2 separate regions of the Mus musculus genome follow, and region 2 is linked to region 1. The links are chromatin contacts, called in public promoter capture Hi-C maps. All regions are on one chromosome and are shown on one strand. Each heading gives the region's core, a stretch centred on a gene start, on an enhancer-like site or on the middle of the called end of the contact. The rest is flanking DNA. Distances are from core to core; before and after follow the strand shown. Region 1 holds the start of Ube2d3 (ubiquitin-conjugating enzyme E2D 3). Region 2 holds the start of Ankrd13c (ankyrin repeat domain 13c).

What was found. Promoter capture Hi-C pulls out the DNA fragments that hold promoters and counts their contacts.
Region 2: a contact with region 1 is called in a promoter capture Hi-C map of pre-B cells. The contact joins the promoter of Ankrd13c here to the promoter of Ube2d3 in region 1.

The regions. Positions count from the first base shown.
Region 1 is chr3:135,435,615-135,443,261 of GRCm38.p6, reverse strand. Ube2d3 (ubiquitin-conjugating enzyme E2D 3) reads right to left here and starts at 4,136. Exons shown (of 7, transcript NM_001356597.1): 1 at 3,464-4,136. The coding sequence starts at 3,487. It overlaps 4930539J05Rik (RIKEN cDNA 4930539J05 gene), which reads left to right and starts at 4,597. Exons shown (of 3, transcript NR_030689.1): 1 at 4,597-4,841; 2 at 6,660-6,727; 3 at 6,856-7,042.
Region 2 is chr3:157,943,146-157,950,792 of GRCm38.p6, reverse strand. Ankrd13c (ankyrin repeat domain 13c) reads right to left here and starts at 3,793. Exons shown (of 13, transcript NM_001013806.2): 1 at 2,837-3,793. The coding sequence starts at 3,266.

The DNA.
Region 1 (7,647 bases), core at 2,887-5,386:
CCAAACCTAGGAAGTAACAAGTAAAATTTGACAATATAGTTAAATTTATACAAGTAGTTTTCACCAGTGCTATGCAGGGTATTCAACTTAACCTTTATCTGCATAACAAACACTGGGTAAGCATGATGAAAGATAAGGATAGTGTGTCACAACTGCTTTTATCAAACTCAACATTGGGATCACTGATCGTCAGCAGCCCTCACTCACCTAAGTATTCTTTACAGTATAAATAAACCTTGGGAACCAAATAAAACAAAAACAAAATCAGGACCACAGGAAAAGCCTGTTAGCCTATAAAACTTAAAATACTATTTTGTTTACTTTAAAAGAATCCCAGCATTTAACCAACACAGCAGTTTCTAGTCCTTAAGGAAACTACACAAGACTACATTTCATTCATCTTCATTTATAAATTAGTTGAAACATAAAAAAAAAAAAAATCAGCCTCATATTTATATGAGGTAGAAGACAGTATATTTCACAAAACATCCACATTCATCTAGTAGGAATTTTAATGGTCCAAAATTCAGGTTTTTCTTTCTGGAGATCATCTTATTAGAAATCTATCACTAATAGTGTGATTGAACAAGTCAAGAGTCAACTTGTGTCTGTTACTTCAGGGAATATCTCATATGGCTGTCTTGAGGCCTATTACACATGAGAACCTATGCTAGGTCTTAACTATCACAAAAATCCTAAGAATAGTATAAAAGTGCAGTTGTCATCAGAACAACTTGGAATTAGATAGAAGGCCTGGGTCTTAATCCCAACTCGGTTACATCAATACCTGGGCGGGGTGTTTTTTATTTATTTATTTTTTGCAGTCAATTTCCTTTATAGTGAAGATGTCAACTGTACCTATGTTTTTACATAAGAAAAACTACTTAAAGAGTTATGAAACATTACAAATACTTAACATAAATTTTTGTTTGATTGTTTCATGCTTGATCTCCAAAGTTCTCAAAATATGTAACAGTCATTTTGCTTTGTAGCAGAAAATTTCTTAATGCTTCAAAAACACAGGTTTGGAATTCAGTTTCTAAAATACCCATTTAATAACAGCACCATACTACAATTTGGTCCAAATAACAAATGCAGCAAAAGAATACATGTATGGTTATTTGGGCAGCTAAAAAATAGTCAAGCAAATACACAAAAGAAAAAAACCCGTATCTATCTATATAGAAGATAATAAGTTTCAACTTACACCAGTTTATCACTAAAGCTCACAGTTTTATATGTAAGCACTTTAAGAAATACTAAATGGCTTGTTAATTTAATACTTGTTTAGGGGGAACCCAAAGAATAAATTCTAAACAGATAATACAAAAAAAACCTCATGACAGTGTCTAACTGGCCCCTTATTTTTAGAGAAGTAGCCTTTCAAAAATTATGCCAGCATTTGGGTGCTTTTTTTTGTTTTTTAAGCAGCCTCATGATTCTGACAATATCTGAAGGAAAAAAACCCGATATGCTTGAAATCAGGTTGAATCAGCCATTTGGTACATCAAGTTTTCGAATATAAGAAAATTTACCTGTGAAGTATCAATACATAATTCTTTAAACTTGTAAAATCTGTTTTCCCTTGCCATCCCAGTATATAGAAAAATTCCTGGTATAGATTAGGCAAATGGATAAACTTGCTTAGAGCCTGATTCTATCTCATGTTATTTTACTACAAATGTTTACACTTAACCATTACTGCCTTGCTAGAGCTTTTAAGTCATTAAAATGGTGCCAGAGCAGCTGGGTATCACCTGTAAAAGAAAAAAATCAGTAAGACCTCCCTTTAAAATGTTCTGTTTTACACTTATAAGAAGCTATAGATCTGAATTTTGATTAGCACTGAATGTTATAGTCTCCATATTAGTTATGCTGCAAAGCACAACAATGCATCTCTAAAAAGTGAGGTTGACCCTCAAAACTGTCACACTAAGTGATAATTTTAATGTTAACTTCTATTATCTATTTGAAGTCTTGAATACTAAGGTTTTCTTTCTCTTTGCATTATCATCAAGAATACAAACAGTTAAGTGTTTTGCATAAAACTACAAAGATTACCCAGAGACAGAATTTAAGATTTCAACATCAATATATACAGGTTAGACTTAACTTCATGAACAGCTTTTCCAATCAAACTGATCAAGTTATACATACTAAATAACTACAAATAAAGTAGTATTAGATCCTACCAGTCATTTTAAGTCCTTGCCTTCCTTTCCACAGAACTCTTTAAAAACTGTGTTACTAAGCCAAAGTTTCTAATACCGAACCTTCCCATTTTGTCTTTTCTATTAAGACTGAGTTTATTCTGCACAACATTTTTTTCAAGTTAGCTGTAAATACTCCACCCTCTCGATTGTGAAAGAACCAAATACAAAACACACACACACACACACACACACACACACACACACACGCACAGAAACTTAGTCTGAGAGTTTGAATTTAGGTTAAGTCTTGGGGGCAGAGGCTGTGAGAGCTCCCTACAACAGAATAAAAAAACGTTTAACGCTAACAGAGAACATTATCTTAAATAGTTAGAAAAGGAGATGCCGGAAAGAACCCGAGCCAGTTAAAGCAGCCGCCATCTTAAAATGCGGGATAGAAGTTAGAGCAAGAAAATGAGACTAAACCACCGGAGAGGTGGATCCACTCGCAAAATATTTCTGAAAAAAATTCTAGTTCTTGCCAACTTAAATTGACAACTTATCAAACTATATCGATTTGCTCAAACAAGCCTCCTTAAAGATGGGTTTTAAGCAAAAACAGTCTCCCCATCCAGTTTCCCTGCACTGTCAACCCCCACTCCCCCCAGGATCTTTCAGAAGGCTTTTACAGGGTTCCCAGTGCCTCAGATAAATAGCTTCGGGTGAGAGCAGCGACCACACAACACAGGAAGTGGCAACAGTGTCGGTCCACCTCCTCCCAACCCTACTTACTCTTGTGTAACTGCCCAGATTTGGTTAAGCTTCTGAACAGACTTCGTCACCACATTTTAGCGAACTGAGGTATGTTTGTCATACCCAGACTCTCAGTCAAGTTTGGAACAAAACGTTTTTCATCTGTTACATTCCTTTCTTTTGAATGCCAATAAGCCTTAGCAGCTGTAATAAGTTTTGAAGAACCAAGACTAGGAAGCAGCACCATGACATTAGCCGAGGGCCTGTACACAATTCTACTTCCCAAACCTGACTCTTAGGCAAAAAACCGAGGAGCCTAATAGCCACGCTCCCTCACCCATACTTACAGATTCTAGTGAAAAAAGCTAACATTTCGCTTACCCAAACCATTCAGTTCCCTATCTTACAGCTCATTTCAAAGTGCACCTGCCTTTCCTTAACCCAAGAAAAGGTATTTTCAGAATTGTATCCACCACCAGACCCACGCTTTTTTTCCTCTGGGCCCCAAGCCTCCTTTCTTCCCACAACCCTGTCCGCACCATTTAGTCCAAACTGCTCACCTTATTAATCCGTTTCAGCGCCATAGTCTGTGCTTTTCGCCGGGCTCCTCACTATCCCGAGGTGTACTCAAAGGTCCGGCCAAAATTCTTGATTATCCCGGCGGCGGGGAAGGGTTGTCTCTTCTTCTCACACCGGCTCTGCCAGACACAGGCGCCTTTTTGCAAAAACGGAGCAGGTCAGCGACTCGCCAGGGCCTCGGAGAAACCCTGCTGACTCCAGAACCCTGAAAACCGCCGCGATCCCGGCAGGGCGGGGCGGGGTGGCGGAGCCACCAGCTACCGAGATCCGCGCTTCGCCCCAGAGAGGGCGAGAGGGTGACGGGAAGCGCCGAGAGGTGGTTACAAGTTTAACTTCCCGGCCTCTTGAAAGGAAGACGAGCCCCGGGTGGGAGAGGAAGAGGCGGAGGAGAAAGGGGTGGGTGCGGGGCAGGGTCCAGAGCCGGGCAGAGGAGGAGCCGGGGCCTAGTCGGCGCTAGGCCGGCGTCACTCGGGCAGAGAAAGGCAAGGGGGAGGGGAGCGGGCGGCTCCGGACCGACGCCGGGCTCCTTTCGGTTTCGGCTCCAAGGGACAGCGAGCCAGCACAAGGCAATGGGCCCCGGGTGCGCTCCCGTCCCCACGGCGAGGGCTGTTCTGGGTCGCCCCTGACACCACCGTACTCTCCGCCTCGCAGCGCGCTCCTGCGTGCGCGCGCCCGCCCGCTCGCTCGCCCGCCACCTCGCCACCACGCGCCCGGCGGCCGCGGAGCTCCGGCGCGAGGACGCGCCCATGCCCCCTCCCCCTGCGGCCGGGCCCCGGCTCCGCCGCCGGCCTCTCCCCACCCTACCCCACCCAGCCGCGAGGGCTGCCCGCTCGGGCCGCCCACAGCCCCCCGGGCACCGCGCCGGCCCCGGCCCGTCTCCCTCCCCTTTCCCGAGCTGTCCACACCCACGCGTACAGAGGGCCGGGGCCTCCCTCGAGCTGCGGCCTCGGCCTCCTCCCCGCGCGGCAGCTGGTGCCTCCCCGGCCCTACGGGGCTCACGCGCACGGCACAGCCACAAGATGTCCGCTCTGACGGAACTACTGCCAGCTGCCACGCTCCGCCCCTCCCCCCGCCTATTCACCGCCGCGTATCCGTCCGCCAACGCCGCCGTCGCGAGCGCGGGGCGAGCCGAGGGGTTCAGGGGGGAGCGGTTTGCTTCCCTCGCTCGGGCCGAGTGGACGTGCCGCCCGCTTGCCGTCTCCCTGTCGGAACAGCACCTTCTCGCTAAAGCGATCGGAGGTCGGGCCGGGAGGGCGGGGGACGGAGGCGGGTCATGGGCTGAGGGGGAGGGTAGGCGAGTGGCGGAAACCCTTAAATTCAGAGAAGCATCGAGAACCGGAAGGAGACCTTAGGAGGAAGGTAATGGAAGCGGCAGCTGCGCGGTCGAGGCCCCACGCCCCTCCCTGAGTGGCCCCCCGTTTCCTCACTTGGGATGGAGGTGGCGGATCTCGCGAGAACCTCGTGGCAGGCTCGCAGCAGCTCCGGGTCTGCAATGACTTAAGGGCAGTTTTGTGCTCTCTTCCTGGCTCGGGACCCGCCCCCAAATCCGCAAGTTATCGCGAGATGCGCCGGCAACCCCCCCCCTGGGCTCTTACTGGGCGGGTCTTGCGAGGGAAGCACCGCCCCTGAGTGCTTATGCTAGTGGGCGGGGGAGGAAATGGAATTCCCCCGACCGGCCGGCCGTCGCGCGCCGACACGGCCCTCCCCCGGGCGTCCAATCGGGGAGGTGCTGTGGGCGGGGCCGCGGGGTGACTAGATGCCTTAGTCAAGGTGGAGCCGGTTCACGGCTTCTGCCGGCCCAGGTGATGGAGATTTCTTCCCGTGCTCCTCAGAGAGGGCTGAGCAGCGCGAAGAAGCTCCCCTCAAATTAGGAACAGCAAATTAAAAGATCCAGGCTGAGTGCTGATCGCACCGCCAAGTGCGGACACATGCGCGTTGTTAACCCCGAGGGGCCAATCTGAGAGCAGCGGCCTGCAGGGTTCTGCGTTTGCATAGCCTTAACAATACAGCTTTATTGTGATCGGATTGGGTAGAGCCTTAGGTATGGAACCGCAAGAGGAATATCCTAGAATCGTCTTTTCCTTCTGCTGTTTCAGTTTTTGAGCCCCAAAGTGACAAAATACTAGGGAATCGGTCTGGATTAAATCCTGGGGGTGAGATCTGTTAAGTGTGCCACTGCCCTGTTTTAGTCTGCCCTGCATAAAATGTAGAGGGCCGTTTGTCATCGAGAGTACTCTTTGGGTAAAAAGTAAGACTTTAACTTTTGAAAGACATTCAAAAAGATCAATATGTTTAGGTTTTCTAGCATCCTTAAACGACCCTACTTAAAGTGGAGGTCCTTCAGGACTACGTGGAAATAATTTGAATTTTGAGAACCTGTTGCAGGCAATATTCCGCAAGTAAAATGATAAAAGTCAATGTATAGCCGAAGAGTGACGGTGTATACCATAGGTAATATCACTGGAGCAGTTAACGGAATGCAGCTGCCTCAGCTACTCGCCATAGGAACCACCTGGAGTCTTGTTTAAAATGCTGATTTTATTTAGTAGGCCCGAGATTATACTTACAACAAGCAGCCAAGTGATAGAGATTACTTCATCAGAACCATTTTCTGAGTTAGTAAACCCTCAGTACTTACCTCGTGCCCTACGGGACACCTCTGACTTTCTCCTCCCTGAACAGCCCATTGTTCTCTCCTGGCTAACCAGTAGACACAAAGCAAAGAGCTAAGCATGGGGGTGGGAGGAGAACCCCAGATCTGAGTTCTTGCTTACGGCTTTCTATTTATGATAGTGGTCTGGTTCCACATATTATAGTTTTGTTTCTTCACCACCAAGTTAGATGTAATAATGCCCGCCCTTTGTCACTGAGTTGCTGTGTTTTAAATGTCATAATGTGAAAGGACACTGTAGGCTGTTACTGGTTATATCAATGCTGTTTTAAGATAGCGTACAAATAATGGGTTTCCCTGTGACAGTGTCATGTATATGTCACACTTTGTTCTTGTTACCCCCTACACACACTGCTGCTCCTCCTTGCTATCAGTCACAACTCAGCTATTTAACTGGCCAGAGAGAAATATGAAACATTTTGAAATATATGTATATATAATAAAATAGATTATATCTATGAAAATTATGTGCCGGGCATGACACTTGTTTTCTTTTACAAATGAAGAAACTGGGCACAGATTGCTATTACACCAAGGGGACAGAGCTATTAAGTGGGAGAAGTGGAATTTGAATGTAAGTATTCAATTTCAGAGTACTTACTGGACTGAGTCTTATAGAACACGAAGTTTTCTATTTGTGTTTTAAATTGACAGCTGAATTCGTTTGTTTGGCTTCTTTTCCCCTTTGTTTTGTACTTTCAGAAGCCAGGGTGCACAGATTAGTGAGGAACCTAACTGGAACCTACCAACTAGAAACTCAACATACAGGGAGGACAATGAAGTAACCTTCAAAGAAACCAGTTCCTGTTGCCCTAATCTAACAAGTTTCAACAAAGAAGTACACTAAAACTTTACTGCTATGCAATAAAGCACAGCAAACTGGGAAAAATTGTGGTCAGAGTTCTTATATCTAAAAGTATGTGGGCAGTTCAGTAGAGCTGTTGACCCTGCTCAAAATAATGTTTCATATGTGAAAACACCCTCACATACACTGAAATTCATACTCTAGAGTGAGACATTGGAAGTAGTCAGTTTTAAAGAAAAGCAAACATGGTATGAGTAATTTTAATAGACACTATACTAGGTCTAGGACTATAGGTCAATTGGTACAGTGTCTGTTTAGCATGCATGAGGCCCAAGGTTCAGTTCCTAGCACCTATGAACAGGAATGGAGCCGCACAGCCATAATCCCAGCACTTGAAGTTGAGTGGGGCTGGGGGTTGGAGTGTCTCCTTACCTTGTATCTAGTTCAAGGTCTGCTTGAGATGTGTAAGACCCTAACTGAAGAAATAAAACACAGTAGGGTCTAGTTGGTTAATAAAGACCCAAACTTTGAATTGATGATAAGGTAAATGGTGTGTCTAGTATTTATTAGAATTGTAATGTGGTGATACAAACTTACACACATGAAAAGTAGGTTTGGCTAATACTCTGTGTTTATCTCCTACATCATTAGTTGAAGACATGCAAAGTGATTAGGAAAAGATAAGATAC
Region 2 (7,647 bases), core at 2,544-5,043, about 23 Mb before region 1:
GTGGTTAAGAGCGCCGACTGCTCTTCCGAAGGTCCAGAGTTCAAATCCCAGCAACCTCATGGTGGCTCACAACCATCTGTAACGAAATCTGATGGCCTCTTCTGGAGTGTCTGAAGAAAGCTACAGTGTACTTACATATAATAAATAAATCTTAAAGAAAATCATTTGACAAAATCCATTTAAAGAATAAAACTACAGGGCTGGATTCAACTGGTAAAATAACTGCTAAACAACCCTGAGGACCTGAGTTTGAATCCTTGATATGAAAGTTGGGTATGGGGGCTGGAGAGATCTCTCAGCAGTTGAGAGTACTAACAGCACTGATGAAACTTCTGAAGACCCAGGTTCAATTCCCAGCACCCACATGGCAGCCCACAATTGTTTGTAACTCCAAGATCTGGCATCCTCACACAGACATGAAGGCAGAACACCAATGCACATAAAAAAATAAAATAATTTTCAAAAAGAAGTTGGATGTGGTAGCACATGCTTGAAATCCCAGAGTTGTAGAAACAAAGGAAGGCACATAAAATAAAAATAAATCTAAAAAAAAAAAAGTTTTAATAGCTAGGCTGGAGGCGGAGGCGGCTAGGGTTAAGTTAACCTGCAGTAATGGGAACAACAGACAACCTGGGTTCAATTCAATCCTGGGACCCACACAATGAAAGAGAGACTTAATTCTCCACAAGTTGTCCTTGGATCTTCACAAACAGGCATGCAGAAATAAATTCGGTTAAAAAAAAAAATACTGATCTTAGAGTTTAATGGGGACACTATGAAACTACAGAAGAGCACAGCAGTGCCTCTTCCCTGAGTGTGCCAAAAAGAGGCATGGTTGCACTTTTTACAGGCAAGAGCCCATAGCTGCTTTGATCATAAGTGATATAAAGGCAGCTAAATGAAATACAAAAAAAGGTGAATTTTGGTGGGTAAAGGTCAGGAGTATCCTTTAAGGATATATAGAATTCTAATTATTCTGAAAAGTATTTAGTTTTTAAAAATGATAAATACATAACTAGAAGCTCAACAATCAGTAATTCCAAAATTTCAGTAGTTCCTATGGCATCCACTTATCTCTTAAAGAGCATTAACTTGCAAAGGGGATGTTTGACCATTTTCAAAGAGACTTTAAGGCATGTAACTAAGTTCTAAAGGCAAAGATAAAACACAGCTACTACTAGACCACGTCTAAACAGCATCCTACTAACCAATACACTAGGGCTACGATTCAACTGTTTAAGTCGGCATCTAGTTCTCGGTAGCAGTCAAATGTGCTTGGTAGAACAGCACAGTAAAATAGACTAAAAGGCCGGGCGGTGGTGGCGCACACCTTTAATCCCAGCACTTGGGAGGTAGAGGCAGGCAGATTTCTGAGTTCGAGGCCAGACTGGTCTTACAAAATCAGAAGACAAAGACAGAAAACTGAACCAAAATCATTCATTTTTTTTGTTTTGTTTTCTACTTTTGTTCTAATTTTAGATAAAAAAAAAAAATCTAAAAACCAATGAAATTCAGGAAGCTTATTTTCACAGGTGGTATTGCATTAATGTGCAAAACCATTTTGTGCACAAATGTATAATACCATCTTGAGCAGTTTACCTAATTAATTAATGTAGAATGAATGGTCAGGTTAAAAACAGCTGCCAACAATATTTGCCTGTTAATAAAACATTGAAAAATATTTTCAACAATTACTATTTCACAAGACCTTAGTTAGATACAATCCACAGCACCACGAAGTAGGGGGGGGGGAGGCAGGGGAGGATGCAAATAAGTCTTTACAAAAACAACAACAACAAGTTGCTTTAAAGGGGTTAAAAAATCACCAGGCAAGATTCGGCCAAAAGTAGATACTGATACCGTTCACTACCAAATATACCATGCTTTCTCAAACATGTGCTGTCTTAGTCAGGGTTTCTATTCCTGCACAAACATGATGACCAAGAAACAAGTTGGGGAGGAAAGGGTTTATTCGGCTTACACTTACATACTGCTGTTCATCACCAAGGAAGTCAGGACTGGAACTCAAGCAGGTCAGAAAGCAGGAGCTGATGCAGAAGCCATGGAGGGATGTTTTTTACTGGCTTGCTTCCCCTGGCTTGCTCAGCCTGATCTCTTATAGAACCCAAGACTACCAGCCCAGAGATGGTCCCACCCAAGGGGCCTTTCCCCCTTGATCACTAATTGAGAAAATGCCTTACAGGTTGGATCTCATGGAGGCATTTCCTCAACTGAAGCTCCTTTCTCTGTGATAACTCCAACTGTGTCAAGTTGACACATAAAACCAGCCAGTACATGTGGCTAAGACTTTATAATGAAAACCATAGTATGTCTTTAGTCTCAATCAAGATGAAAAATGGTCCTGGTGTGGAAAGAGCAACAAAAACAAAAGTCTCTTCAATTGCTTTGGGAAATTAAATGCGGACACATTTCAGTATGGCTTTCAAAAACCAGTGTTTACAGCACGAGGTCAGTGACGGATAAAAACTCACATCTATCTGCGCGTACCTGGGCGGTGAAGACCGGCAAGAAGGGAGGGAGGGAAAAAGGAAACGTTCCCTAAAACCCAGAAGACCTGCCTGGATGTGAGATAGCCCGACCTTTTGGCACTCGCAAAGACTGCCGCAGAGAAAATGCAACCTGTCCCGAAATGCTCAGGTGGAAAAGAAGAAAACATCCTTGCTGCACCCTGACCCCTGGCACGCTCGCTGCACCTGAAAAGACTCGAGGTTTTCCGCCAGAGGAAAACACGGTGCGGGAGAAGGGACCGGGAACCCGGAGGCCAACGGTCACCCCCACCCCACCTCCGAGGGGACGGAAATTAGGCAAAGCTCACCATGATTATCTTTCTGTCCGATATTGTGCGTGCGGATGAGCGAGGACAGTCTCCTCACGTCCCCCTTAAAGACGCACTCGTGGACCGGGTAGAGCGAGGGGCAGCCGCCTCCGTCAGCGACTAAAGCGGGGTTGCTGCCGCCCAGGCAGGCCGGGGCAGGGCAGGTGGCAGTCACTGCGTTGTGCTGCGGCGGGGCCGGAACGCCGGGGCCCGGAACGGCGGGCGCCTTCAGCTGCAGCCGGTGGTGGTGGCTGAAGATCTTATGGCAGGCCTTGCCGCCCTTGCCGCTGCCGCCCGGTCCGCTTCTGCCCCCGGTGAAGGCGCCGCCGAGCGCGGCTGTCGCCTCCTCCTCGCAGGGCTCCAGCACGTCCCCGTCCTCTTTGCTGGGCTTGTGGTCCCTCCGCAGGGAGCGGATCTTCTCCCCGGTCATAGCCGCCGCGGCGCGCGGGACAGGCTCCGGGAGGCTCACCGCGGGCCGAGCCGGCGCGGCGGCGGCGCCGGGCGATTAGAGCGGCGGCCGCGAGCCTAGCACGCAGCATGAACTCCCGGGGCGACCGCGGGTCCGCGACACGCGCATCTCCCGGAGGCGGCGGCCCTCGTCTCGGACGAGGAAAGCCGCAGCTCAAGAGACCACGACCGCACGACGCCCGGCGCCGCCGCCGCCGCCTCCTCCTCACTCGGAAAGACCCGGCGCAGCCATCTTTCCCCGGCTCCTCTCGCGAGAGCTTCGGAGGAAACGCCGCCGCGGAGTGTTAGAGGGCCGCTTCTGCGCTTGGGTCAGGGTCCGGGCAGCGCCCGCGCTCCTCTCGCACAGGGTTCCACCCTGGGCCGGGCCCTGCGGCTGAATTCAGACCCAGACTCAGAGCTCTGACCTGGTGCTCTGGGCCTTCGTAAAGGAGGAGGTCAACGGCAGTTACGAACTCTAGCTTAAAGGCTGAAACCCTGTTTGTCAACCTCCCTCAGAACGACGTAGGAAGACACCACCGGATATCGGACGTGACGTCACTCAGCTGCGCTGGACCTTCAGTAAACACTCGCTAAGACTCTGCTGGGTTCCCTAACCTGTGCAAGGACTTGCTCAGGCTGGCAAGGCTGTAGGCGAGGAGAGATGGCCAGTTATCCTGGAGGAATCTAGGGCCTGACTTTGGAATTCAAAGGCTGTTTATTACACCGGGAATGGAGGATTTTTCAAACAGCTGTTAGTTGAGTGTATTTGGGACAAACGTCAGAGTTAAAGTATGTGGAGGATGCTTACTTGAGGAAATGGAGTAATTGTTTTTAAATAAGTGGGCAGTAACCCGGGTGAGAGATGATGAAAGCATGCTCTGGGATACAGTGAATCCGGAAAAAGCTTAAGACTCCTTTAAAAATGAGTTCAAATTTAGCATATTGAAGTTGGAGGTCCTTGGTGTTTTTACACAGAGTGCTAGTTATACAGTTTGGAATTTTGGACATAAATTCTTTGGAAGTAGGAAACGGATCTTAGATCAGATTCAGGAATTGCACAGTAACCCAGCGAAATAAAATGGTGTAGAACAAAAGTGCCATAAGACGTATAGAATGAATAGTCGAGGTAGTGAGTGGGAATCAAAGCACTGTGTGTGTGTGTGTGTGTGTGTGTGTGTGTGTGTGTGATGAAATTGTGAACATTTAGAAAACTAAACTGAACATGGTGGCTCACATCAATAAGTTCCAGCACTCCAGAAACTGAGGAAGGGCAAAAGGATTGATCACATGGATTCAAGGCTAGCCTGAGCTACAGAGTGAATGCTGTCCCAAAATTAGTAGATGGACCAGTGACATGACATGCCACTGAGCATTCAATCCCTGGGACCCACATGGTAAAAGAAAAGAACCCATTCCAACAAATTGTCCTCTGGTGCATACCCACACACACACACAAAATTAGTCTTAAAAAAAAAAAAAAAAAACAGTAAATAGTAGGTAGGCAGCCAAAATCATGTACCTAATTACTGGCTGCTACCTCTTGATGGATGTTAAAACTCCTAAGTGTTCTTTCAGTGAAATCAAACACCATGAACATTTTTTTTTAAGACAACCTATTGTGGTGGTATATGCTTACAATCCCAGCACTCGGGAAGTAGATACAGGAAGGTTGCCTCAAGTGACTGTTCTCAAAAAACAAACATCTCATCCCTTTAAACTTTGAGGTTTAAGGCTTATAGTATGTAATGGGTAGGGACATCAAAATATGAGTACTATTAAAGATATTTAGTACAAGAAAAATGTAAATTCTGAGATTCTGTAACATCCCAATATAACATAAGGGGAAATTATTAGTTTAAATTGACACAGAAATCAAATTTCAGAAAGTCTTTGTGAAGGGCTTGGAGAGGAGGATCGGCAGTTGAGAGAAGTGGCTGCTTTTTCAGAGGACCTGGGATTCAGCTTCCGGCACCCACATGACAGTTTACAACTATCTGTATGTAACTCCAGCAGTTTCTGACTACCTAACACCCTCACACAGATATACATTCGGGCAAAAAAAAAAAAAACATATAAAATAAAAATAAACAAAATCATTTTTAAAAGTCTTTGTGGAGGAAGTAGTATCTGAAAGAGGTTTTAAAGAACTTATGAAAGCCCAGTCTCCCCAGTCCCTTGTGTTGTTTTATTGGTTTTTGTTTCGTTTTGTTTTTTAACTTCATGATAGTGCTATATCTGCATTACACCTAATAAAGATGAGTATATACACAAGTTTGGTTTTTATAAAATTCTGAAGCAATTTTGATACATTTTATTGCCACAGACCCTCTGGATCCCTTTGTCTGTGTGGAATGGGTCTCTAGTCGCAGGTGGGGAAAGTGTCTGATGGGATGACAGATAGATGCACACAGGAGAGGTTGTGTAGAATCTGAATGTAATTTGTCAAATCGAACTTTTTATACAGAAGACAATAAGGAAGTTGGGTGACACACTCACAAGGTACAAAGAGGTTACTGGATTCTTACATAAATCAGAGGAATGCAAACACAGGTCTAACAGGAACCACCTGGGATAGAATTCATTGTTAACAACTGGGATCAACAAGGGCTCCACCAACAACATTATGAACTAACCAGTACCCCAGAGCTCTTGACTCTAGCTGCATATGTATCAAAAGATGGCCTAGTCGGCCATCAATGGAAAGAGAGGCCCATAGGTCAGGCAAACTTTATACGCCCCAGTACAGGGGAACGCCAGGGCCAAAAAATGGGAATGGGTGGGTAGGGGAGTGGGGGGGGGGGTGGATGTGGAGGACTTTTGGGATAGCATTGGAAATGTAATTGAGGAAAATACGTAATAAAAAAAAATAAAAAACAAGGGCTCCACCTAAGATTCACTTAATTTTAGAAGCCAGGGTCAAGGGCTTCGTGCCCTTGCCAAAGTTCCTATTTTAGTCTATTGTATAGTCCACCTTCCCCCTAGGCCATTGTAAATACGTGCGTCTGGGTATAACTCAGCTATCTATAGTTCTAAGTATCTACTCTGGTTTCTCCTTAGGTCTGAAACTCCCTTCTTCCTAGGTGATGGTAAATTCATGTGTAGGGCAGTGACTTAGTTTTTATTCAAAGTGATAGTGTAGTACCAGAGGCAATTCTGAATGTCACTGAATAGCAACATTTTTACTGAATTTCCAAGCCCATGGTCTTGCTCAAGGACTTTCTAGGACTGTTGGAACACTGGTGAAGGCTTTAGCTATGTCAGAATTCAATCTTAAAAGGCACTTATAATAGGATAATACTAAAAGAGAGCACGTGGATCCATACACTAGACTAACTCGGGAATGGAAAATTAATGTATGGGTTAGAGAGAACGCCAGACTCCAGGAGTGAGTTTCCGTGAAACCCTTCTGCCTCGTGTGTAGCATCCAAGCCTCTCAGCTTGTCAAGCTGACTCAACCAGAGCGTGTGGCACTTTATAATTCATATTATGCTCCCAGAAAATCTATTCCAAATATTAGTGACAAGAGTTTTCTGTGGAATTGGGCATGGTGGTACACGCCTTTAATACCAGCACTTGGGAGGCAGAAGCAGGCAGATTTCTGAATCCAGGACAGCCAAGGCTACACAGGAAAACCCTGTCTCGGGGAAAAAAAAAAAGAGTTTTCTGTGGTATTGAAGAAGAAGTCTATGGCAGGAAAAGACTTTAGGATCCATGTTGGAAATCACCTCTCCTAGCAGCAACACAGCCTCCTGAATTATGTTTCCTGTCTTTCCTTCTTCCTCATTCTCCATTACAATTTCCATATGCCTCCTTCATCTTCTTGGCCTTTGAGTTCTGTGAGGAGGGAGCCATACTTAGCGTTGCAGTGTCAGGGATGAGATGCATTGCTCCCATGCTGGTACCTGCAGCACCCACAGGTGTGCTTCAAAAAGACCTCTGCTCTCCTAAAACTGGACAAGCCAGTTAAAGCAGAATTTGGATTTACTAAGAGGAGGCAAACATGTTTAAAACAAAAAGAGATGCACTTAGGAAAAGTGCCCAAATGGCCTTCTCAAGAGTGTCACATTCGGGGGCTGGAGAGATGGCTTAGCGGTTAAGAGCACTGACTGTTCTTCCAAAGGTACTGAGTTCAAATCCCAGCAACCACATGATGGCTCACAATCATCCATAACGAAATCTGACTCTCTCTTCTCAAGTGTCTGACGACAGTGTACTTACATATAATGAATAAATAAATCTTTAAAAAAAAAAAAAGAATGTCAAGTGTCTTAACAGTCAGCTAGTTGTGGTCATTCCTAAATTTACACCATTCAAAGGGCTTCCACGAACTAACTCACTCCTCCTCCCCTCTCTCTTAAACCATG